2 separate regions of the Gossypium hirsutum genome follow, and region 1 is linked to region 2. A link is a contact called in public Hi-C data. All regions are on one chromosome and are shown on one strand. The core of a region is the stretch at or near the end of the contact, and the rest is flanking DNA. Distances in the headings are between cores, read along the strand shown.

The links. A called contact is a pair of places that touch in the nucleus more often than the background predicts.
Region 1: a contact with region 2 is called in a Hi-C map of leaf, with 1.9 times the contacts expected there. The contact joins the promoter of LOC107913676 here to the promoter of LOC107913681 in region 2. A contact is called at or near these places in 2 of 34 Hi-C or Micro-C datasets (both in leaf).

What each region holds. Positions count from the first base shown.
Region 1 is chrD11:38,588,643-38,595,567 of Gossypium_hirsutum_v2.1, reverse strand. It overlaps LOC107913676 (regulation of nuclear pre-mRNA domain-containing protein 1B), which reads right to left and starts at 2,255. Exons shown (of 8, transcript XM_016842331.2): 1 at 1,721-2,255; 2 at 1,506-1,612; 3 at 1,062-1,423.
Region 2 is chrD11:38,350,645-38,357,082 of Gossypium_hirsutum_v2.1, reverse strand. It overlaps LOC107913681 (photosynthetic NDH subunit of lumenal location 4, chloroplastic), which reads right to left and starts at 4,080. Exons shown (of 6, transcript XM_016842337.2): 1 at 3,558-4,080; 2 at 3,146-3,238; 3 at 2,987-3,047; 4 at 2,822-2,890; 5 at 2,650-2,734; 6 at 2,068-2,393. The coding sequence starts at 3,929. The coding sequence ends at 2,655.

The sequences.
Region 1 (6,925 bases), core at 1,006-3,505, 240 kb before region 2:
TGGGCGAAGTTTTAAGCCAACAAGAGGATTGCGACAAGGAGATCCTTTGAGCCCTTTTCTCTTTTTAATGTGCAGTGATGGGTTATCAGCCTTGATGAGACTGGCATCGAAGGAAAGGTTGTTACAAGGAGCAAAGGAAAGTAGGAGAGGCCCGGAAATTACACATCTACTCTTTGCAAATGATTGTATTTTGTTTGGGGAAGCAACAAGAAGGGGGCAACGGTGCTCAAAGAAATTTTGAAAGAATATGGTAAAAGTTTCGGTCAATGTGTTAATTTTAACAAATCTACAATCTTTTTCAGCACTAATACTACAGAAGACAAAAAGAACAAAGTCTCGGCAATTATGGGGATAAGAACCTCAACAAATATGGAAAGATATCTAGGACTTCCGAATGTGGTGGGCAGACGGAAAAAGGAATCTTTTCAATATCACAGAGAAAATTTACAGTAGAATCGACGGGTGGAGCACCAGAATGTTGTCGCAAGGAGGCAAGGAAGTATTTTTGAAGTCGGTCCTACAAGCTATTGCAACATATGCAATGTCTTGTTTTTTATTACCTAAGTCATTTTGCAGAGATATAGAAGGCGTTTTTGCTAAGTTCTGGTGGCAAAGAGTCATGGGAGAAGAGGAATTCATTGGTGTAAATGGACTTACTTGTGCCGGTCAAAAGGAGAAAGGGGTTTGAGATTCAGAGATATGGCTAAATTTAACGTCTCATTATTAGCTAAACAGGGTTGGAGAATATTGAACTATCCAGATTCATTATTAGCTCAAGTTTTAAAAGTAAAATATTTTCGAATAATAATTTCCTTGACTCATGTTTGGAACAATGCTTTGTATACGTGGAAAAGTATTTGGGCTACAAAGGGTATTTTAAGGGAAGGTATGTGCTGGAGAGTAGGAAGGGGAGAACAAATTACAGTTGGTTGCGACAATTGGATCCCCGATGTGGGAAGAAACAGATTATCAGCTATAGTCACAAATTTGAATGATTGTAAAGTTGCCGATCTAATCAATCAAAATAATAGAACATGGAAGGAAGAGTTGATAATTTCTACCTTTCCGGAGGATTTAGCTGAGAAGATTATTGGTATTCCACTGGCAGAGGATCCTCATGATGACTTCCGGGTCTGGAGTGCTGAGGCGTCGGGCAAATTCACAGTTCGTAGCTCCTATAAACTATTACAGAATATCGAGGATGATCCTAGAGCTTATGCTTTACAAGAAGGCTACAAGGAATTTTACTAAAAATTATGGCTATTGAATCTTCCCTTAAAAATCAAAATTACAATCTGGAAGATATCGTGGAATTTCCTAGCTACACGGGTTAATCTACTTCAGAAAAAACTAATAAACACAATAGTGTGCCCACGATGTGGAGTCGGAACAGAGAGTATGAATCACCTTTTTTGCGAATGCCCTGTGTCAAAATCAGTATGGAAGGAATTACCATGTAATGTTTTGGTGCACGAAAGACAGTTGGAGTTTGCAGAGTGGCTTACCGGAGTTTTTGCAAAGAACTCGGAATCTTAGTGTAGGATATTTTGCTGTGCATTATGGGCTATATGGGGAGATAGAAATAACAGAGTGCATAATAAAGTGAGCAAATCTGGAAAAGAAATAGGCCGATTCGTTAGTAGCTACATAACAGAGTTGGACGGGATAGGAAAAAGTAAAGCACAATCATATAAATTGACAAGCAAATGGAAGAAGCCACCTGATCAGATTGTGAAGATAAACTTTGATGCATCATATGATGGAAAGAGTAAGCAATCGGCTGTGGGGATTGTGGCTAGAAACAACGAAGGCAAGGTTTTGCTCTCATGCTTGATGATATATCAACAGGTGGCATCTCCTTTTGCGGCCGAGGCGCTCGCGAGCCGGAAAGCGATCAAAATTGGTAAAGAAATGAAATGGAGAAAAATCATTATTGAAGGAGATTCATTATCGATAATAAAGAAATGCAGATCTAATATCCCAGATAAATCACAAGTATGTGCCTACATCAGTGATATTCATAAGCTACAATCAAGATTCCAGGAATGCAGATTTGAACATGTTCCAAGAGCAGTTAACAGTCTTGCGCATACGATAGCAAAAGCAATGCTGAGGGATAAAAGAATAATATACCTAGTTGAGGGAGTCCCTGAATATGCAGAAGATAAGAGAGAAAAGGGATGGAGTGGGAGAACCGGAATGAATGAAAGGGATGAAAATGAAATGGGTAAATCGAGCGGAGGCAGGTAAAGCAAAGACAGAAAATGGGGTTTCCTCGGGAGTATGATTTCGTCTTGAAGAAGATAAGGCAGGTGAAGGGACAAGACGATTGAAAGTTATGATGCTGATTGGGAAAGATTGTATAGCAGCATTAATGGCTTCCAGAAGGTTCAGTTATGCTGCTTTTTAGGATTTCATAGGAGTAGTTATTGGCGTTTCAGCTATTCATTTTTTTTACTGTTTTGTTTTGGTGATGAGGTCAAAATTCCAATCGGGCCTGGTCTGGTTCAGAATTTATTTTCTATAACTTTTGAATTCAATAATAAAGCCCAATCTGTAACTATTTTTCAAAAAAAAAATTCAAAATTAAAACATAATAATATATAAATTTAATTTTTAAAACATGATTATTGATAACTAAGGTAAAAGTGTGATGTTATCCATATTCTTATTTCAATCCAAATATTTGTTCTTAAGTTTCAAGAAATATTATTGATTCATTACGGAAATGGTTTTTAAAATATTTATCTAAATTTTTAATATTTAAAAATTATCATTATTTTTTCTTTGAGATATTTCAATTATCTTTTAGTTAAAACTTAATCTATGAAAATTATTATTTATAATTGAAAGTAAAGAAAATAATTTAAACCATTAATAACTCATTAAATACTATTTATATTTTCTTTTCAAAATAGATCCAATTGAATATAATTACAAATACTTATCCAAATAAAATAAAATAAAAAGCAATTATTATTGCCATCAAATGGTTGAATATTTAATTTGCACATAATTGGTTTATCATTTAATAAATTTAAATATTGGATTGAAAATAATAAAATAAATATAGATCAGATATAGAAAATTTATTAGATAAAAAAGGAAAAATATTTGTTCTTTTTTATAGAATATTTAGAACTACCCATTTCCCCTCTCAACCCATAAATATGAGGATAATGTGCTTCAGTACACTCAAATCCACATCTTTTTTACAACAATGCCCACACCAATCGAGCTAAGGACCCATTTGAATATATATTAGTTATAATTACATATTTATATAAAAATTGAAAACTCAATATCTAATTTATGACAATTATTTAAAAATCAAGGTAAAAGAAGTTGTAATTTTTTGTTCAATTAAAAAATTACTTAATTGAAAATATTAAAGTATTTACATTGGCGAGTATATTTCTACTAATTTTTGTAACATTATAATAATATTTTGTGTATATTTTAGATGACAAATAAAAATTATCTTTATAAATAAAAATGATTATAAGTGTAAATGCATTTTATTCGTTTGAATATAATTACTTCGAACAATTTTTTAGATCATTTTATTTACACTTGATAATATTAAAAACAATACTTTTTAAAGGTGGTATATATGTGCTTTCTATAAAATAACTCGAGAAAAATACTATTTAAATTGATAATATTAATTTTTGGGTAAACTACATTAAGCCACTCTAAAATAGTGTTGCTTCTATTTTGATCACTCTAATTTTTTTTTGTCAATTTAGTCACTCTAATTAAAATAATTGTTCGAATTGGTCACTATCGTTAAAAATGACATTAACCCACTAATGGATTACTGACTTGACATTTTTTTTTTTACTTTTGACTAAAACTAGGGACCTCTCTATAATTAGTTCAAAATATTTTTTTGGGTTTATTTACAACATAGAGATTTCAATTGTGGCATCATCAACATTTGAATCCTCTTTAAAAAGAGAGGATCCAACAACGACGATGGCAAACTATGACCATGACCCCACCCTTTCCGATGAGCCCACTTGCTAGCCTACCACCCCCGACTATCACGATCAGGCTAAATTTTTTTATAAAATTGATGTTATTAACGCATCATTTATTAACAAAAAAAAAACCAAAATAATTCATATCAAATAACCAATCAAGCTCCATTTTTTTATATATTTTTAACCAAGCTTATAAAATTTCCACCATAACCTTATATCAAAAAGTTCTTCGATAAAAGGGTACTATGATGAATAATAAAGTAGCCACCAACCATCAAATTTGTAGGAAATGTAGAAAATTTACCAAACAAATTACCAGAAATATTACTTTTTTACTTAAAAAGAAAAAAAAAAACTTTCTAAACTCAAATCTACTCCTTAAAGTATAGACGTGAAGCGATTTTTTTCATTTTCCTTTTTTTAATTGAATTCTGATGTTAGGATTTTCATTTTTCCGTTTTTTCTTAAGAAGCTAATTCACTTGTTTGGATAAGACTAAAACAAGTTTAGAACTCAATTTGAGTTTCATCTTTCCCTTAGTTTCTCAACAACCCAGAAAAAAAAATTTTCAATAATAAAAATAGATCACGGATAAATTTTAGATGTTTCAACATAAAAAAGGTTGGCTGGTAGTGTTATGATGGCAAGTAGGCTCATAGAAAAGGGTGAGGTCACGATCATGATTCATCGTCGTTATTGTTAGATTCTCTCTTCTTAAATATGATTCAAATGTTGATAAAGTTACCATAGAAATATTCATGAGGAAAATAAACAAAAAAAAAATATTTTGGACTAATTATGGAGAGGTCCCTAACTTTAGTCAAAAGTAAAAAAATGTCATGTTAACAATCTATTAGTAGATTAACATAATTTTTAACGACATTGACTAATTCAAACAATTATCTTAATTAGAGTGGCTAAATTGACAAAAAAATTAGAGTGATCAAAATAGAAACAACGCTATCTAGAGAGATCGAAAGTATATTTTACCCAGACTTTTTTAATTCAAGTTTAAATATTTATAAAAATCAATATCAAAGTTAGAAAATTAATATAATGATATTCTATCAATTTTGTAATCATTGAAGTTATATGTTATTTAATTATATTATTTTTAACGTTGTTTAATTTTAATATTATAAATTATTAAAAACAAAATAGTGGTACAATAAATTATGTTTTTATCAAAGATTAAATTATTATTTTTTTCTTAGTTAAAATAAGCTAAAATAATATTTTTTCTTAAAAAACCAAATGGAAATTAAAATAATATTTGCTTTATTGTATTTATTTAATTAATATAACTTATTATTAAAATTTAATTCTAAAAATTGAGAATTACTTTACGTATAACTAAAAAAATGAAGTATTTCGAAACTCGAAAAACTAACGTATAGAACTCTTTATTTTTATAGTTATTTGTGTTCCTTCTTTTATATTGTATATGATAATGCCAAATTAATTATTAAATTTGAATATTTAATCTTTCTCCTATCAGTGTTCCACATTTCTTTAAGTATTTCTTTATTAAGAATTATGCTAATATTATATAAAAATTCTTTTTTCTTGCAAACATACGAGCATCTATTCCAAATCTTGTATTTTGCTTATTAACACTCGGAATGTGTTGCATAATATTAGCATTATCTAATTTCATTTTGTACTTTAACAATTATTCAAACTTACATCTTAACTCGACGATGTTGAGAGTGTTTTCTAATTGGAACGTAAGTTGTAACCATAATAGCCATATTTTCTATCAAAATTAAGTAAAAAAAAGATTAAAAATAATTGAATTAGCAATATTTAGACGTGACCATTTTACTAAGAAAGGCCAATTTCCTACTTTCTTTACAGAAATGGACCACTTTATTTATTATTTACTAGAATGGGCCGAAAATACTAAAACGCATTCATGTAAGAGCGTTTTAAGGGAAAATTTCAGCAAAACGAGTCCCTAAGGGAGCGCTTTTGCCATGTCAGCAAAAAACGTGCTGACATGGATGCGCTTTGCTAACATGGCAAAAGTGCTCCCTTAGGGACGCATTTTAGCTCGTATTTTTTACCCCCAACGGTCAAAATTTTAAATGACCGTTGGGGGTCCAATGGTAAAAAAAAAAACCTACAAAACCCCTCCTATTTTTTTCACACAAACATTTCTTCCAAAATTCTCAAAAAAGCTCTTAAATTTCTCCCTAAATTTCTCAAACCTCTCTTTAATTAACTATTTCCTTTAATTTTTTTTCTAAATTAGTATTTTTTTATGATTTCTAAGATATTTGATCGTGTTAGCTATGATTGGGGAATTAATTCGTCTCGACCATAAACATATCTCCGTCTAACAAATGAAAATTGTAACACCCCGAACCCGAGACCGTCGCCGGAGTCGAACACGAGGTGTTAACAGACTTCAAACCACTTATTTGACATTTCCCAGACAAGCTGCCAATCTGCGTACTAGTCGCTTTAAAAATCATATCTTGAGTTTTGAAACTCGAAATCCAGTTCCGTAAATTTTCCCTAGAACTAGACTCATATACCTATATGGTAGAATTTTTGTAGAATTTTTGGTCAGTCCAATTAGTACAGTTTATTAGTCAAAGTCTCCCATGTTACAGGGATCGACTACACTGACCTTTGTGCATTACGACTTGGATATCTCCCTGCACAGAGCTTCAATACTGATGTCGTTTGTTTCTATAGAAACTAGACTCAGAGAGAAATCTGTACGTATATGGCATGACTCCTAATTATCTCTGGTTAATTTATAATAAATTTCCAAAGTCGGAACAGGGAATCCAGAAACCGTTCTGGCCCTGTCTCACGAGATCCTGAATATCTCTTAACATACTGTCCATATGATCGTTTCGTTACTTCTATATGAAAATATACTCATCGAGCTTCGATTACATAATTTATTCATCAATTAATTCCACTCC
Region 2 (6,438 bases), core at 2,831-5,330:
TTAATTCTAAGAATTTAATTGTAAGTTCTGATGAAGATTAGGTCATCCAATGTTCGGATGGTCATCTCGGAATGGTAAACTCTCAGCTGACCACCTGACTTGTTGGTGGCAAGCTTACTGTTCGGACGCTTTTTTAACTTCTCAAGTGTTTCGATATAGATAGGGTTAACACATTTTAATTTCAATGGAAGGGCATTTACCTTGAGAGCATAGCAAAAACCAAAACAGAGACCGGGAATGATCAAAATGGTAATCGACTGCAAATAAGATTGTAAAATCTCTGTTAGTTTCCTTTTCATGCCTTGCCCAAAGAAGAAAAATAAGAGAAAAACGATACATAAAAAAGCACTTGCCTGCATTAGGTTGGTTTTAGGGTCTGTTCCTCTGAAATTTCCTTTTTTTTTCCCTAATTCAGTTTCTCTTTATATATAAGGACATTAAAGGTGGCAATGGAGGAAATAAGTAATTACTTCACTGTGGATTTAAAAAGGCAAGTTTACCTCAGCTAGTTAATGATGATTATTACTCAAGGTTTTCTTTGTTAAAGAGAAACCAAAAAAAGGGAAATCACAATGATATATATCTTCAAATAAGCTACAAACAACTATGATGATGATGATGTATGGGATGCTTCATAACAGCCATGAAATTGTAATGAATACGACATATTCTTCATCCCATTGGAAATCTGTGTTTTTGATAGAATTTAAAAAAGGCCACGACCTAAACAGAAACAATTGAAAACATTAATGCCTAAATTGAACTTTTTTATAATTAAGTGACCAAAATATAATACAATAATAGTTGGTTGACCATTTATATAATTTATCCTAATTTATAAAATACATATTAAAAATATTACGATAAAATAATAGTAAATGATATATAAAAATAATTAATTAATTATAAAAACAAATAAATAATTCATGATAGAATAAAATAGTAAATTTTATAATTACAATTTTAAAAATTTATATAATTTATTATTTAAGAATACTAAGCCTATACTCCGTCACCAGCTCTTAGCCTATACTCCATCAACAGCTCTTAGCTTCTATGTTCTCTTCATCTCCATTCTTCATAACCTCCGACTCTCTGTCCCGACTCGGTGAATCAGCTTTCATAACAATCGCCCTACTCTCTTTTGTACTCCTCCCTTGTTGTATACTATATCTACAAAATTCCAATTTCAATAACTCAATTATACTAGTGAATGTTAATTGTTATATATTAGAACAGGAGGGGCAAACATGTATAGCAGATAAGTATTGTGATTCAGGGTTGAAGAAATCTATAATTCCTATTTATGATTAATATGTTTTTAAAACCAATTTGATAAAATTTATAAATATGAAAGTTTAATTAATTGAATTGTTTAAAATTAAGACAAAATTGTTAGAATGCATAAGTGCTGAAGACTAAATATGTAATTATACTCATTTATAAAAGTCACATCATCACTTCTTTTAAATTGTTAACGAAAGGTGACCAAAATAGACACAATTAAAAATGTTATTGCCTAAATTGAAAATTTTTATAATGGGTAAACAAAATAGAACCGATTGAAAATGTTAGAGCTTAAGTTAAAAATATTTTTTAATTGAATGACCAAAATAAAACGTGCTAATGATTGGGTGATTTGTAAATTTACCTATAACTTATTTTTGCTACATTCATTCTTAATATTTATTTTGAAAATGATTAAATTTATTAATATTTACATTAAGGCTTACTGAGTTTGGTGTCAGCTATAAGCAGATCCAAATAGTCATGAAGTTACCCCCCCCCCCTATTAAGCAATAAATACCCCCACCCTTAAAATCTAAAAAAATATACTTAAACATGACGAGGTTGAATCCCAAAGCATTATATAATTTTTATCATCCTACTTTTACCATCTTAACTCAAACCAAGTTTAATTATTTTTATCAACTTTCACAAATTTATTACATAAAATTTCCACCCTTATTGTAGTTCTGTCCAAACATAGGATCTTTATACTCGAGCTAATTCAATGTTAGCCCGGCCCAAAACAAAATTCAGGGTCAACATTTTCCCAACTCCATATTGAAAGGGCTTAACCTCGGATTGTTGAGCTTGAATATTACAAAAATGTCTACCAAATGAAGTTTGTAGAAATATAATTTTAGCCCTTCACCAAGTATCTGTTTGCCTTTAAAATTGGATGCCATTTGCACACAAGAAACAGAATATATATATATTATATAAAGAAACAAAGGCCTAACTCCAAAGAAAATAATATGGTAGCATGGAACATAGTCTTTAGGAGCTTGTTTGGTAGACACCGAACTATTTGGATAAATCATTTAGTTGGTCAAAGTGTTCCACCAACAGGTACCTGTCAAAAAGTATCAGATTGGAGGGACCATCACCTGAAACATCCTTCAACTTCATTAAAACACGCAACTAATCATTCATATATACATATATTTGTGTATGTATGTATGTATATCTTCAGCAAAGTGCAGGAAACTCATTTCGAGACTGGCTAACATATGGTGGCATCATCATCTTCTTTCATTGAGCCAAGAGTTATAAAAGAAAGGGGCGTATAAAGGTTTGAATGGTTAATGCTGAGCTACAAATGTGCCTTCTAAGCTACAAATGTGCCTTAGTTAGGAAACTCACTTTAATCACTTTGCATTTCCAGAGTAGATGCCAACAAAGTTAATATCATATAGGAGAGTTGCATTGGCAGGTATGTTGCAGTCGCCTAAATAAAGAAGATCATGGAGTTAGTGAGGTAATTGTCACAACAATGAATGTTTAACAACACATCCAGTTATATCTGGGAACTAACCGGAAAAGCATCCCGCAGGTTCTGGTCCATATGCTAAGTTTGGTGGAATCTGAAGCCTACGTTTTCCACCTGTGTCAAAATCAACATCATAAACAATTACTCTACAACAATATGAGAGGAAATAAAGTCATGCTAAAAGTAATATGCAGTGTCTCGGAATCGTACCAACAAGCATAGGAGGGACTCCTTCACCCCCTAAAATTCCCTGGTCCAATCCCTTAATGACCTGAAATGAAGGCATGGTATGAACTTAAATTAATGACCTGAAAGGAAAGATTGACAGTAGTATATCAGCAATAGACGAATCTATGGGGGAAAATGTACCTTGCCAAGACCAATTCGCATGGTGAGAGGTCTAGCACGTTTATAGCTACTATCAAAGACTATCCCATCAGCAAATCTTGCAGTGTAGTGAATCTATGCAAAGAACAAATTAGAGAAAATAGTGTTAATTCGATCAATCTGATGTTCACATATTTTGCAGTGTCTCATGTCAATATGGATCATGCAATGCATTCATATTATAAATATATCGATATTTACACATCTGGGTCTTCAAAAAATTGCCATGGCAAGTTTCTACCCTTTTGGATTTGAAGCCTAAAATATGGTCATGGTAAGTAGTAATGCTATTGAGTTCCTCATTCATGTGCATATCTACTTGGCTGTAACATTAATTGTAGCATCAACCAATAACCAACAAAAAAATTAATCTGAAATCAAGAGATGAAGTTACATTGACAAGCTCTCCACGTGGAGCTTCCACACCAGACCCTACAATAACATCACAGTAACCAAGACCAGATTTGGCATAGTTGAGCTCACATTGAGGTTCCCCAACAGTTGCAAAATACTCGATCCTGGTGGCATCAGCCTCCAATGGTGAGCAAGCAAGAAGTGAAGCTGCTAAAAGCCCAACACCCACATTGAAAACACATTGTTTCGCAACAGGTTTTGAGTTGAAAGAGAGTTTGGGTTCGTTGGGAGGTGGGAGTGGCGTGGAAGAAGAGCAAGAACAGGAGAAGGATGGCGATGAAGTGTGCTTAGAGTTGGAGAAACGATGGGTCAATGGCTTTGCAGTTGCAATGGCTAAAGCAGAGGTCGCCATTTTTCCTTTTTTATGATTCTTTGGATTTGGAAAGCAAAATTTTCTAAGCGGAGAATTCGGATAGGAAAAATAAATGAACTACTTTGGCAGGAAATTCTGTTCGTCGGATATGGATAAGATTTAGGCTTTCATTTATAATTACACTGATGTTAAGTAATCCGGGATTAACTTATTTTTATAAGTTATTGTACTTTGTTCAAATTAAATTTAAAACATTATTATTAACATATATTAATCTGATTTTGTATAAACATATAATCACTTATACTAATTAAATTAAAAATATTTTTATTATAAAATTCAAACTTTTTATTAAATATTGTGTTAATTGTAGATTATTTTACGTTAAATTATTATTATGGTATCTCTATTATGTTTAAATTTAAGATGTATCTATACTTTAATTTGACATAATTTGGTTCATCTACATAATATCATTAGTTCGACAAAATAGTTGACACTCTTAATTATTATAGTTAAAACGTCGACGGAGAAATTTTTTCTTAAAAGCATTCGTTCCATCTTTTTTTTTTATATAGAGTAAAGGTATCCTCCATGTCCGTTTCTAGGGTCCATAGAGGTTAATCCTTTTGGGATTTGTAGTTGCCCCTCTCCCAACAATGCAATCTTTAAGATTCAAACTTAAGTCCTCTATTGGGAGTAAAATATATCTTATCATTGCACTCAATACTTATTGGTCTCATTCCAATTTATCATGTCGAAAAAAAAATTGTGTTAGAAAGGTTTTTAAAAAAAATTCACATAATCATTTTAATCAAAATAGTTAAGAATGTTAATTATTTGAACAAACTAATACCAAAAGGTAAATGACTAAATTATGTCAAATTAATATATGAAAATTAAATCTCAAACATGAGCATAGTAGAAGATAGTGTAATATCCTGAAATCTCCAGTACTATTCCAAGTCTTGGTATAGTGAAATATAGAAGAAAATTTGAAGATTAGTTTTACAATTGTAGCCTTAAAGGATTGTTTTGATTCTTAAAAAGAGGAAATTTGAGTGAATGATTGTGAATATGAGATTTTGGTATATAGGACTAAATTGTAAAGTTGGAAAAGTTAGAGACGTTAGTGTCATTTAATCAAATTGAGGAAATAAGGGTTAATAATGATTGTGGAGCATAAAGATGACTTGGATTGGGTATTAATTTGATGAAAGTCACTTTGGGGATTAAATGGAAAAATTAAAAAGCACAGAGGCTTAATGTGCAAATTTCCCAACAAGCGAGAAATGAGACAAAAAGTATGAACTATGAAGGGAGTGCCTTATCATTAATATTTGTAAGTAACGGTAAAAAAATACAGATTTATTGGACTCAATTAAATAAATATGAGAGTTTAGGGATTAAATCATAAAATTTTTATTTTTAACAAAATAGGTTCTAAATGCAAAACTATGTATGGAAAATTAATAATTATAATTGAAATTTTAAATCCAGGAAAATTTGAAGGATTAAGTGACTTGAATGGAATATACAATGGTGAAAGAAAATAGGTTTACTTTTCAAGATTGATTGTTAGGAATCAAAACCTTTGAAATTTGTTAAGAGATTAGAGAGAAGTTTGTGAGAAAATGTAAAGAGAAATTTCTATCATGAATGAGTCCTTGGGGAAATTACCATTTAAAACCTTTTATCAATCAAAATCTAACTTTTTCCTATTCACACATTAACCCCAATAATTTTATAAATTTTACGATTTAATCCTTACTTCATTACCCACCAATTAATCACTAATAAAAGCATAATTATTGCACCAATTAATCTAACCCACGACTTTACTCGAAACTCATTTTTAAAAATCTCTCAATTTGATTTTCAAAATAGCTCGATTCACAATTTCGATCCAAAATCGACCTTTTCAATTTTAAAAAAATCTGGGCGTTATAGCTTAACTAAAACCATTAATTTCATATATGTTTAATAAGTAGAAAAGCATACTACTAAGCATAAATCAAGTCATAACATAATGGAGTAAACATATAAACATCAACATCACGATAAAAGCATCGCATATCACAACTAAACCATCGCCCCTGTTAACGAACATGAAACAATGAACGGATACATGAAAAATACTCGAACACTCTAAATAGTGTGCACAAGCACCAAGTGAATAGCAGTACTCCAATGAAACAATGAACGAATACATGAAAAATACTCGAGCACTCTAAATAGTGTGCACAAGCACCAACTGAATAGCAATACTCATTTGGGTGATAAATTTCGGTAAAACTGAATTAATTGATTGAACCGATTTAATTTAGTTAATCGGTCGATTAAAGATTATTTAGAATTTTGGTTAATGGTTAATCCATTTTAAAATTGGGTAGTTAATCGAACTTAATAAATAATATTATATATTATATATTATATATATTAAGTTGTTATTAATTCGGTAAATTCGGTAAATTCGAATAATTTGGTCAAATGAACATTATCAATTTATTTATTTTATATGTTTTATACTTGTTTTAACAAAAAACAA